2 separate regions of the Mus musculus genome follow, and region 2 is linked to region 1. Evidence: chromatin contacts called from public Hi-C data. All regions are on one chromosome and are shown on one strand. The core of a region is the stretch at or near the end of the contact, and the rest is flanking DNA. Distances in the headings are between cores, read along the strand shown.

Region 1 (4,581 bases), core at 1,344-3,843:
TTTGGGGTCACAGGGTCAGGACAGGATAATCACAGCTCTGAAGCCAGCAGTGGTTCCAACTGCCTGGGTACATTTGGAGATGGCTCCAGTGTGTGAGTGTGGGGGATGACTTTGCAAACCATCCCTTTGCCAGGAGCTTACTGCAGTAAAACTCAGCCCTCTTCTAACCTGGCACTGCACCACCAATAGGATCTGGGAGCTGAATTCAGGCCCCTGAATTCACAGCCATGGTGCTGAGAGCAATAGGGGCCATCTCTGATTTTGAATCCCAGTTTTACAAAGTACTACAGCCCAGAGCAGACATCAGCCCACTCTGCAGAGCACAACCACCTTTGTCCTTCACTGGCCTGCCTCCCACTTGAGGCAGAAATGAATGACCTTGACCTCAGCTCCAACCCGCCAGTGCAGTGCACACAGCTCAAGTGGGGTCCTCGTGGCCACCATGGGTGACTGTGCTCACGGCCCAGCTGCTCACTGGCAGGGCTGCAGGGCGCAGGACCTGACACTGCGGGCCTTTTCTCCCTCCTCCACTAGCAGCCAGTGGGCGGGCTTGCTCCGCCAGCTGCCATGGCAACGGGAAGATGGCTCTGTGGTGCCCAGAACAGATGTCACATGGGCCGCTGTGCTTGTGTTGGGGGTGGGGAGCTTGGGGGGGGGGGGGCACCAGGGGAGGGGCTGCGCCTTTGGAGTTAAATGGCCCCACCAGAGGGAGTAAGTCACATTTGGAAGGGAGTGCAGAGCAGTAGAATCTATTTTCTTTCTTGTCCCCGTCCTTTAAGTGCACTAAACGTACATGCACAAACACAAATGGCCTTTCATCTCCGCTCCTGAGGTGCTGGAGGCTCGCAGCTTTCTGGGCGGACATGAAAGCTGTTATCTCTCCAAGCCTCAAATGAACAGTGCCTCGGTGGCCCAACCTTGAGCAGGCAGCCCTCTGTTGTCTTTAAGGGACTGGCCGGGAGGCTCCATTCGGGTGAGTCCAAGGAACCTAGAATCATGCAGAGCAGAGACCAATCAAGGGGAAATTGAAAGGCAAACACACTGGGTTCTGTGGGCAACGACAAACCCAGCTCCAGGCTCCATACGCTTGCCGCTGAAATGAAAGAGTCCCTATGTCCCCTTCCTCCTCCCCATGGGGTCTCTGATCATATCACGCCAAAGGCCATTTTATACAGACTAAACTGGGGCAAGGCTTATAAATCTACCTGTCTGAACGCAAAGGCTCTTTGTCCCTGGAATAGATCTATCCTGGTCCGACTGCTGTATTAAAAAATTTCCACTGCTTTCCATTTCTCCTATACAGAACTGATATATATATATATATATATATATATATATATATATATATATATATACATTAATATGACAAATCCATATTCATTGGTAAGATAAGATATTATGTGAATACTAGGAAAATGCCAGGCATCAGTGGCCTATTTTCCTCTCTGAGACTCCAACCTCAGACCATGGGAACTTGGAGACAAGGGGGTGAAGGTATAGGTGCTATCTTAATCAGATGCATGACAGTCATTGCATGTGTGGGAGGATGGGGAAATGCTACATATAGTTATGTTGCACTGGGGTTTAATTCACAGGACCGGCGTGCTCAGAGCGGCTGCTTTGTGCCAAGGAATGCCACAGGGAAGAGGGGGAGGTGAGCAAAGCCAAGAAGATCTCATTCATCACCAAGAGGCAGAAACAGCACAGAAACTCTTATAATGGGTCTGATGAAGTGAGTGTTGCAAGCAAAGCATTATGGGAATGTGGAGAGGCAGGCTCTGAGAGAGGTGTCCTGGGGTGTGAAGAGACAAGTAGGAAGAATCTGGAATTGACAGAGCACCTGTGCTGTGACAGACATGTTATATACACAGCACACCGGATGGATCACAGAACTCCCTAAGAGGCAGTCACTGTTTTTATGTCTTTTTTTTTTTTTTTTTTAAATCAGGAAACCCATGCTTAGAGTGGTTTACAGTCCAAGGTCATTCACCAAGGACACAGCCATGCTGCCCTGTGTTTCTGCCTACAGACCGACAGAAGACGCAGCCCAGCACAGAACGCAGCTGCAAGCGTATCTGTCATTTTCTGATCTTCACTTAAACGGCAAGGTTCAGAGATCATGGGTTTCAAACAGTCCCTGCAGCTTACCTAACACACGTAAACACATAGCAATTAAAAGAAAAAGAATCGTTCATCTGGATGTAGCCAAAAATCTTCTCATGGATTACAATGGGTGCTACTGGGACTTTTCCATGTTCTTGAAAGATGAGTGGGGGTGGCCCCACAAACTGTATTCATTCATTTAAGCATCACCCTATGTTACTAGGGGGGTTTTTGTGTCTATACACAAAATGACCCATCTCCCAGCCCAGAAAGATTGCTGTATTTTAACAACAATCTGGCCTGCACCTGAGATCCTCAGGCATTTGTGGTTCACCTGAATGAAAAGCAATGATCAAGTGTGAATGATTGCCTGACAGTGCCCAGTTCTGTGCAGCTCTGGGAAGCTGCCCCTGCAAGCCAAAGTCCCCCACAGAAGACTAGCTTCCTTGACACTGCAGTGAAAGTCAACAACCACCAGGGGGCAGTAACACAAACCAGATATTTTTCCTCCGGGCCTGAATGTGGATGTGCCCGGTTTAATGCGTAAAGCCCATTATTACAAGCCTTTCCTCTCCCCACCCCCTATTAATGAACAAATGCCCAGGGGTAATGCAGAGATTTCTAAATACAGTGCAAGAAAGGGCAATCTGTACTCATACACAGGGAGTCTAACATGCAGTAATAAGTGGAAATGAAAATAATCAAGATGCAAGTGAGCCATTAGGCTAAAGAGCTAGCCCTCTGTCTGGCTGCAAACACAGAAATGCAGATGCCTGGCTCGCAGAAACGGGCATTTTAAAAATATTTATTTCACAAGTTCCTATTTAGAGTTCATAATACTATCCATAATTACAACCTCCGAGCTCCAAGAGGGGGTCTAACAAGAATTCCATATCTAGTATAGAGCACAGAGAGGGATGGTTCTCTCAGCCTAAGGTAAATGCATGAATTATTCAGGAACTTCCATGGGCATTTTAAATCATAACTTTGTGCTGTAAACAATAGCACACGTTAAAAAAAAAAAAGGTAAAAAGATGAAGAGCTGTCTAATCTCCAAGCCATAAAACAGCTACTGACACCCACAGTCTCCTAATGGTTGCTGTAGCGTTCCATAGGAATCCGTTGGCGTACTTACAGGTTTTAAACATAGCAGCAGAGAGAATATAATAACACGGAACCTACTTCTTCCCTGGGAACAAAGAATCCGGGATGATTCTGCCATTTTCGTGACAAAGGGAAGATTACGCAGTCCTTTCTTTTAAGTTGTTTGGAATTTGGGGCCTGTGGAAAAGGTGACAAGGCCACTGCTAGCAGCCTAGTCTCCGGAGTCACCCCATCACATCCCAATATTCATAACCTGATAGATTACACAGCTATTATCCACGCAACATGGCTGAAACACACGTGGAATTCTGAGTCAACTGACCATAACCCTCTACATTTTCTATTGAGGTTGTTCTGGGAATGAAAATGTACCCCTCTGGGCTTCAGTTTCCTAGCAACAGAGGTAGGAGAACAGATCTTGCCCTATGCCCTTGTGTGGTGTGAAGGTCATTCGGCATAATGGGAGGGAAAAATGTTAAGAACCCTTGAGATTTATGAAGACTCTCAGTGTGTGTCTTCTCTCCAGTTCACAGGAGGAACTGGAGCTGCAGAGACGAATCCAAGGTCACGTAGGTGAAGCCAGAGCCAGGGCCCCAGCTGGCTCTTCTCATCCAAGGCTATGATTCTTCCCTTCCCTCCTCGGAGCTGAGCACACACAACACAGCTGTCTCAGTCTGCTCTGGAAAAATACCTCAGACTGGAGGCACACAGCAGGACTGTGGACTTTGGTAAAGGGCAAAGTATAGCAAGGCAGGTTGTATTGCAAGGCCCCTTCTCCTGCCTCGTAGATGTTTAGGTTGTGTTTACACATCTTCCCTGAACACAGGAGTAAAAACAGAAAGTAGCCCCCTGGTGCCTACTGCCTTTTCTTCTAAGGACGAAAATCCCTCCGTGGGAGCTCTATCAGTATGACCTCATCTAACCCAAATTACCCAGATCAAAAACCATCACACTAGGGGAGGAGAAGGCTTTAGCAGAGGAGGTTCAATGGAGAAATCCCAGAAATATTCAGCCCATAATAAAAGACAATATGACGGACTTGTTCATCTCCCCATCTCTTTAATTTAGGTCAACAAATATTCGCAGGGCATGTGCTAGGAGCCAAGCACAGTTGCAGGCACTGTGGACACAAAGATGAATAGGAGACCCTGAAAGGATGGCTTAGGACAGAAAATGTCAGTATAGGTCCTAGGAAATTCCCTTCAGGGTAGGGTTTGTGTGACTGGTGAGCACTAGGGACTGTACAGGGACTGGTCGGTTACAACCTTCCCAAGAACTTCTTTCAGACAGCTCTGCTCAAAACAACTACAGTATGAGTCTGGATGCTAATCAGTACATAATTAATATTTGATAAGGTAATTAATTTATTAATTT
Region 2 (4,581 bases), core at 771-3,270, 330 kb after region 1:
CTGGGGACCAAGGGCTTAAATGCAGAAAGCTAAAGGGAGGCATTTCTCATCCAAACAACAGCACAGTGTTGTTAGCAGCGCTGTCTTTTATTCTTAACCAGTTTAAATTTCTTCGAGAAAAGGCCTAGTATAGTTGCTTTCTTTAAGTAGAGCCTTGGGCTGGTGAGATGGCTCAGTGGTAAAGGTACCTGCCACCAAGCCTGATGACCAGAGTTCCGTCGACAGGATCACATGGTAGGAGAGAAGTGCCCCTCCCCCCACCAAAGTTCTCCTCTAGTCTTCGCATGTGCATCATGGCACATGCATACACACCTATGAGAAGTAATATATTATATTACTGCACACATACAAGTAAGTAAATAAATGTAACGATAAAAACATTAAAACACAATGTCAAACCTCTCTGAGACCTAGAATTTTGTGTGCTCTCAATCAGCAAATTCATCATCATCATCTCATACCTATCTAACAATCCATGGCACCTAAATGCCATGCCACAGTGGCAAAAACATGGGATTTGCCATTCAGCTGAGCTGAGGTAGACCCCAGAAGACAGAATGTGTATAGTAGACCTTAGGTTACCTTCTACATGCACTGGGTCATTTGTTCCCAGTAAGCAGACTCAGTGTTGTTCCCATCATGAAAACCAAAATCAGTAAATCCTCCCAAACAGATACCACAACTTTCTCAGACTCAACTTCCCTTCCCTGGAGAGCAGAGGTACCACCTCAGCCACAGCTGGTGGCGGCACACACCTACCCCTATCTGATGGGACCCTTCTCCATCCCAGAGAGCAGGCAGTGTGGCCACAAATCCTTCATGTCCAGGTCAACTTTGAACTGAGCTTCTGTCACGCTGGATTTTGCTTGTGAAACACAAACAGGGTGAGACTTCTCTAGAAATGGCTTCCCTTTGTGAACTTCCGTGAAGCATATTCACACATCGACCGCAGGACATGTGTAGTGGGGTGTCAAAAGGACTCCCTGATGAAGCTTAGCTTCAGCACAGACCCTTCCAAGGTCTATCTTTCTGACGTCTTGTTAACAAGCCTCCAAGAAACAACGTGAGCCTTCCCAATCCTGCCCTTCACTCATTCCCTCAGTCCCATTGTTTCTTACCCTTGGTTTGAAGGAAGCCCAGTGTCCTAGGTCCTACTACGCCTTGAGAACCAACAGAATCACATTAGTACGACCAAACTTCAAGACTAGACTAAGGCTGTGCCTCACAGCTCACAGCCTGCTCAGTAGTGTCTTTTATTTGGGACAATACTCCTTTTCAAACCTCTTAATGGCAGATTTCTGCTGCCTTCCCTTTCAGTGACTTTTGCTGTGATGAAATACCCAAGCAAAGCAAGCCATGGGAGCAGAGCCACGTTGGAGCCTACAGCCCAGAGACTGCAGTCACCTTGGGCAAAGCATCCTAGCAGCAAGAACTGTTGAGGACCTAACCCTGCTCTTTGCAGATAAGCGGCAGAAAAGGAATTTGCAGAACAGGGGAACAGGAAATAGTGGAGAAACCCAGGAAGGGTCCAGGGCAAGACACAGCCCCAAGTATAAGCCACATCTCCTCAAGTTTCTACCACTTCCCAAAGTAGCATCTGTCACAGGAAGTGTTCAGGATGCACTCAAAACGCAAGCCTGTGGGGAGATTTTATAACCGCAACATGTTTTATTATTATTATTATTATTATTATTATTATTATTATTGTACATCTTTGTAAAGTGCAATGTGATACTTCAGTATACAAATACAATGTGTAGCAAAATTCAGATCAAGGTTATCCGAATATCCCTTCCCCTCAGACACTTATCACTTCTTTGTGTTGAACCCACTCAAAATCCTCTCCACTGGCTACTTTGAAACATTCACTGAATTGTTAACATAGTTACCCTGCTGTGCTATAGAACACCAAAACTTATCCCTCCTGCCCAATTGTCTCTTCTTCCTCCCCCCTAGCCGTCCTCTTTCCCAGCCCCTCAGAGCTGCAATTCTATTCTATCCTTCTGTGAAATCACCTTAAAGAGTCTATATCTAAGTGAGAACATGTGGGGTTTTTGTCTTTCCGAGCCTGGCTCATTCACTTAACACAATGCCTCCAGAAATCTGAGCCACAGATTTCTTTAAGTGAAATCTCACCCAAAAGTCCGAAAACAGCTTTTAAAAATAGAGCCTTTTTTCGTTTCTCAGACCTCTAAAAATATTTTAAATGAGAACTTAGAACTGGTTGGATAGTACTGAGTGCCCACGAGCCTCATCCAGACTCTGTTTGATCCTTCACTGAAGGGTGAGGTCTTAACACTGGGCTGAGAGAGCCTAAGGCTTGGTGAGCACAGTTTAAAAAAACGGCTACTCATTAAAGATATTGGAAAGCTAGGGGCAAGAATAGCAATGAGGGGCTTCTGTAACTGCTCAGATCAGATAAGAGACAGGAAGACCTGAGCCAGCCTTACACATGCTTTGAGACTCAAACTCACTAGGACAGATTGGGTGTGGGAGTCACAAGAGAGGACAAAGATACCTCTGATGTTTTCCAAGCTTGTATGATGAAGAAAATTAAGTTGCCACCCATAGAACGGGCTCTCAGGAAGACAAGAAACTTATCTACCCCAGTTCAGGGCATGCTGTGCATTTTGTTTGCTCTAGTTTAGCTAATCTCTCTTTAAAGCATCCTAAGTGTGTGTCTATCCTGGATAGGAGGTCGCTTCCCAGAAGGAAACCAGGACCAAACAATGGCCCTATCATTCCTCATGAGTGAACAGCCAGGAGACACAAAATACAAAAATACATGCCAACTTGCAAGGGAGTGAGACTCTAGGCCACGAGGTCTACCTTCCCCATAGTCATAGGCAAATGGTCAAGTTCATTCTTCCAAATGAAAAGGATTTCTCTCTGCAGGCTAAGCAGTTCCCTAGACATGGACTGGCAGCATCAGCACCAGGCTGAGTGCTGTCAGATCAGATAGTTAGCAGATGTTGAGTGAGGGCCTACTACATCGGGGTAAGCCTAGAGAAGTGAAATCACTGGCTCCCCTTAGCATTCAGCCATCCGAAGCACTTAGATGGGGTGATACAGGCACCGTGTGTTCTACTGAGTGGGTCCATTTGTTTATCTCTGAGTGGCTCACAGTCAGTGACTTCAGGCAGCTATGACCAGGGACTCTGTGCTCCATGACCCAAGCTGGATACACTTGGCTGCCACCGTTCCAAAGCTGCTCCAGGAAGTTCTTCTGGTGCCAATCTTCTTTCTCCCTCTGTTTGTCACTGGATCACCAGGGAAGGCAGATGGTGCCCTGCAAACACATCTATAAACCAGGCAAATGTGACTTGTGTTGATAATGGAAAGCCAACATCGGGCACAGCATCACCAGGGACCGCTCAGTGGATGGGAGTGGAAAGGAAAACAAACTTCTGCTCACCCCAGAAGAAACACCTTCGGTGACTAAATGCAGTAAGCAGATTCTGTGCACCGAGGTCTGAAGCTCCCATCCGCCGCCATCAGCTGTACCCTAGTTTCCTCCTCTCTCCAAGGGGAATACAATGAGTCCCTCCTAAGCTGAGTACAAGTGTAAAGAAAGAGGTGCATGGGAGTATCAATGCATCCCCGATAAGTATGGCAGACTTTAGATCCCGTTCCACCAAGGAGTAGACTACCAGGGCTTAAGAGGCTCCTTATCACATGATTCTTCACCTAGAATTTCAACTCCCTGGTCAGTTATAATGGGGCTCAGTATGGGTTTGGGAATTTCTGTTGACACAGGGTCTCACTCTCTAGCCCTGGATGACCTATAATTCACCATGTAGACCAGGCTGGCCCCCAACTCCAGAGATCCACCTGCCTCTGCTCTAGGTGCTGAGATTAAAGGACCATGTCCCCACACAGTCCTGGACAAGACTATTGTGCTTATTTACTCTAAAGTCACTTTTATGTCTCAGATGGCAGTAGAGAGCCTTGCATCTCCATCATTCAGTCTCCCTACCAGAGTTCACAGGGCACCTCTACATCGAAAATATCATTCTCCATGGTGAGGAATTCTAACCCACATCCACTGTAGCCAGGCTCCCAGAGACCCCGGGAGAGGGACACTGACCAGGCCCTATACACTCATGGACCCAGAGTTTCTTTTTCTCTGCCTCTGGGATTATCTAAGGGATTGGAAGATTTTTAAACCACTCCAAGCCGCTTGACTGCGCATGACGCCAGGCCTGCTGCAAAAAACAGACCCTGCCAAGCAGGGTGCTGCTTACCAAAACAAGATCTTTTTAATCTTTTTCTTTCCATTTCCACTTTATTTCCTAACCAAGAAGTGCACAATCCCAAGAGGAAAAATCAGCTCTCCCTTCTCTCTCCATCTCTCTCTGTTTGTCTCCAACCCTCCCCTGAGCATCTCCCTCAGCCTCCTTCTTGCCCTCCCATCTCTCTCTCCTCTTTCCCCACCCCCTCTAGCTTTTATCATTTTAAGCTGCGCGCATGCCATTCTTCAGGGGATTAAAGTCAAATTTAGTCTTCTGCAATTGTTATTACCTACCCCTTGGCTTATGAGATGCATTTGCCTGCATTTGTAATGCATCAATAACTTCCACT

Evidence for each region. Hi-C and Micro-C count contacts between places; a contact is called where the count stands out from the background.
Region 2: a Hi-C map of cerebral cortex shows a contact between it and region 1, with 4 times the contacts expected there. The contact joins two enhancer-like sites. A contact is called at or near these places in 2 of 15 datasets of contacts at CTCF or cohesin (the NIH/3T3 cell line and large pre-B cells), 20 of 484 Hi-C or Micro-C datasets (B cells, the G1E-ER4 cell line, LSK cells and 12 more), 10 of 115 datasets of contacts at active chromatin or transcription factors (SST interneurons, T-cell acute lymphoblastic leukemia, VIP interneurons and 7 more) and 1 of 9 other capture datasets (embryonic stem cells).

Annotation. Positions count from the first base shown.
Region 1 is chr14:64,199,423-64,204,003 of GRCm38.p6, forward strand. All of the region lies in intron 5 of Msra (methionine sulfoxide reductase A), which reads right to left. It overlaps Gm52129 (a long non-coding RNA gene), which reads left to right. Exons shown (of 3, transcript XR_003951176.1): 1 at 1-973; 2 at 1,596-1,732; 3 at 3,734-4,581. Among named protein-coding and RNA genes, the nearest start is that of Gm52129, 2.4 kb to the left of the region's middle. Within about 2 kb of position 2,594, at least 38 of the 459 cell types and tissues checked have an H3K27ac peak or open chromatin away from gene starts, as enhancers often do. A contact at or near this core is called in cerebral cortex, where this site is marked.
Region 2 is chr14:64,529,296-64,533,876 of GRCm38.p6, forward strand. No RefSeq gene overlaps it. Among named protein-coding and RNA genes, the nearest start is that of Mir124a-1hg, 57 kb to the right of the region's middle. Within about 2 kb of position 2,021, at least 10 of the 459 cell types and tissues checked have an H3K27ac peak or open chromatin away from gene starts, as enhancers often do. A contact at or near this core is called in cerebral cortex, where this site is marked.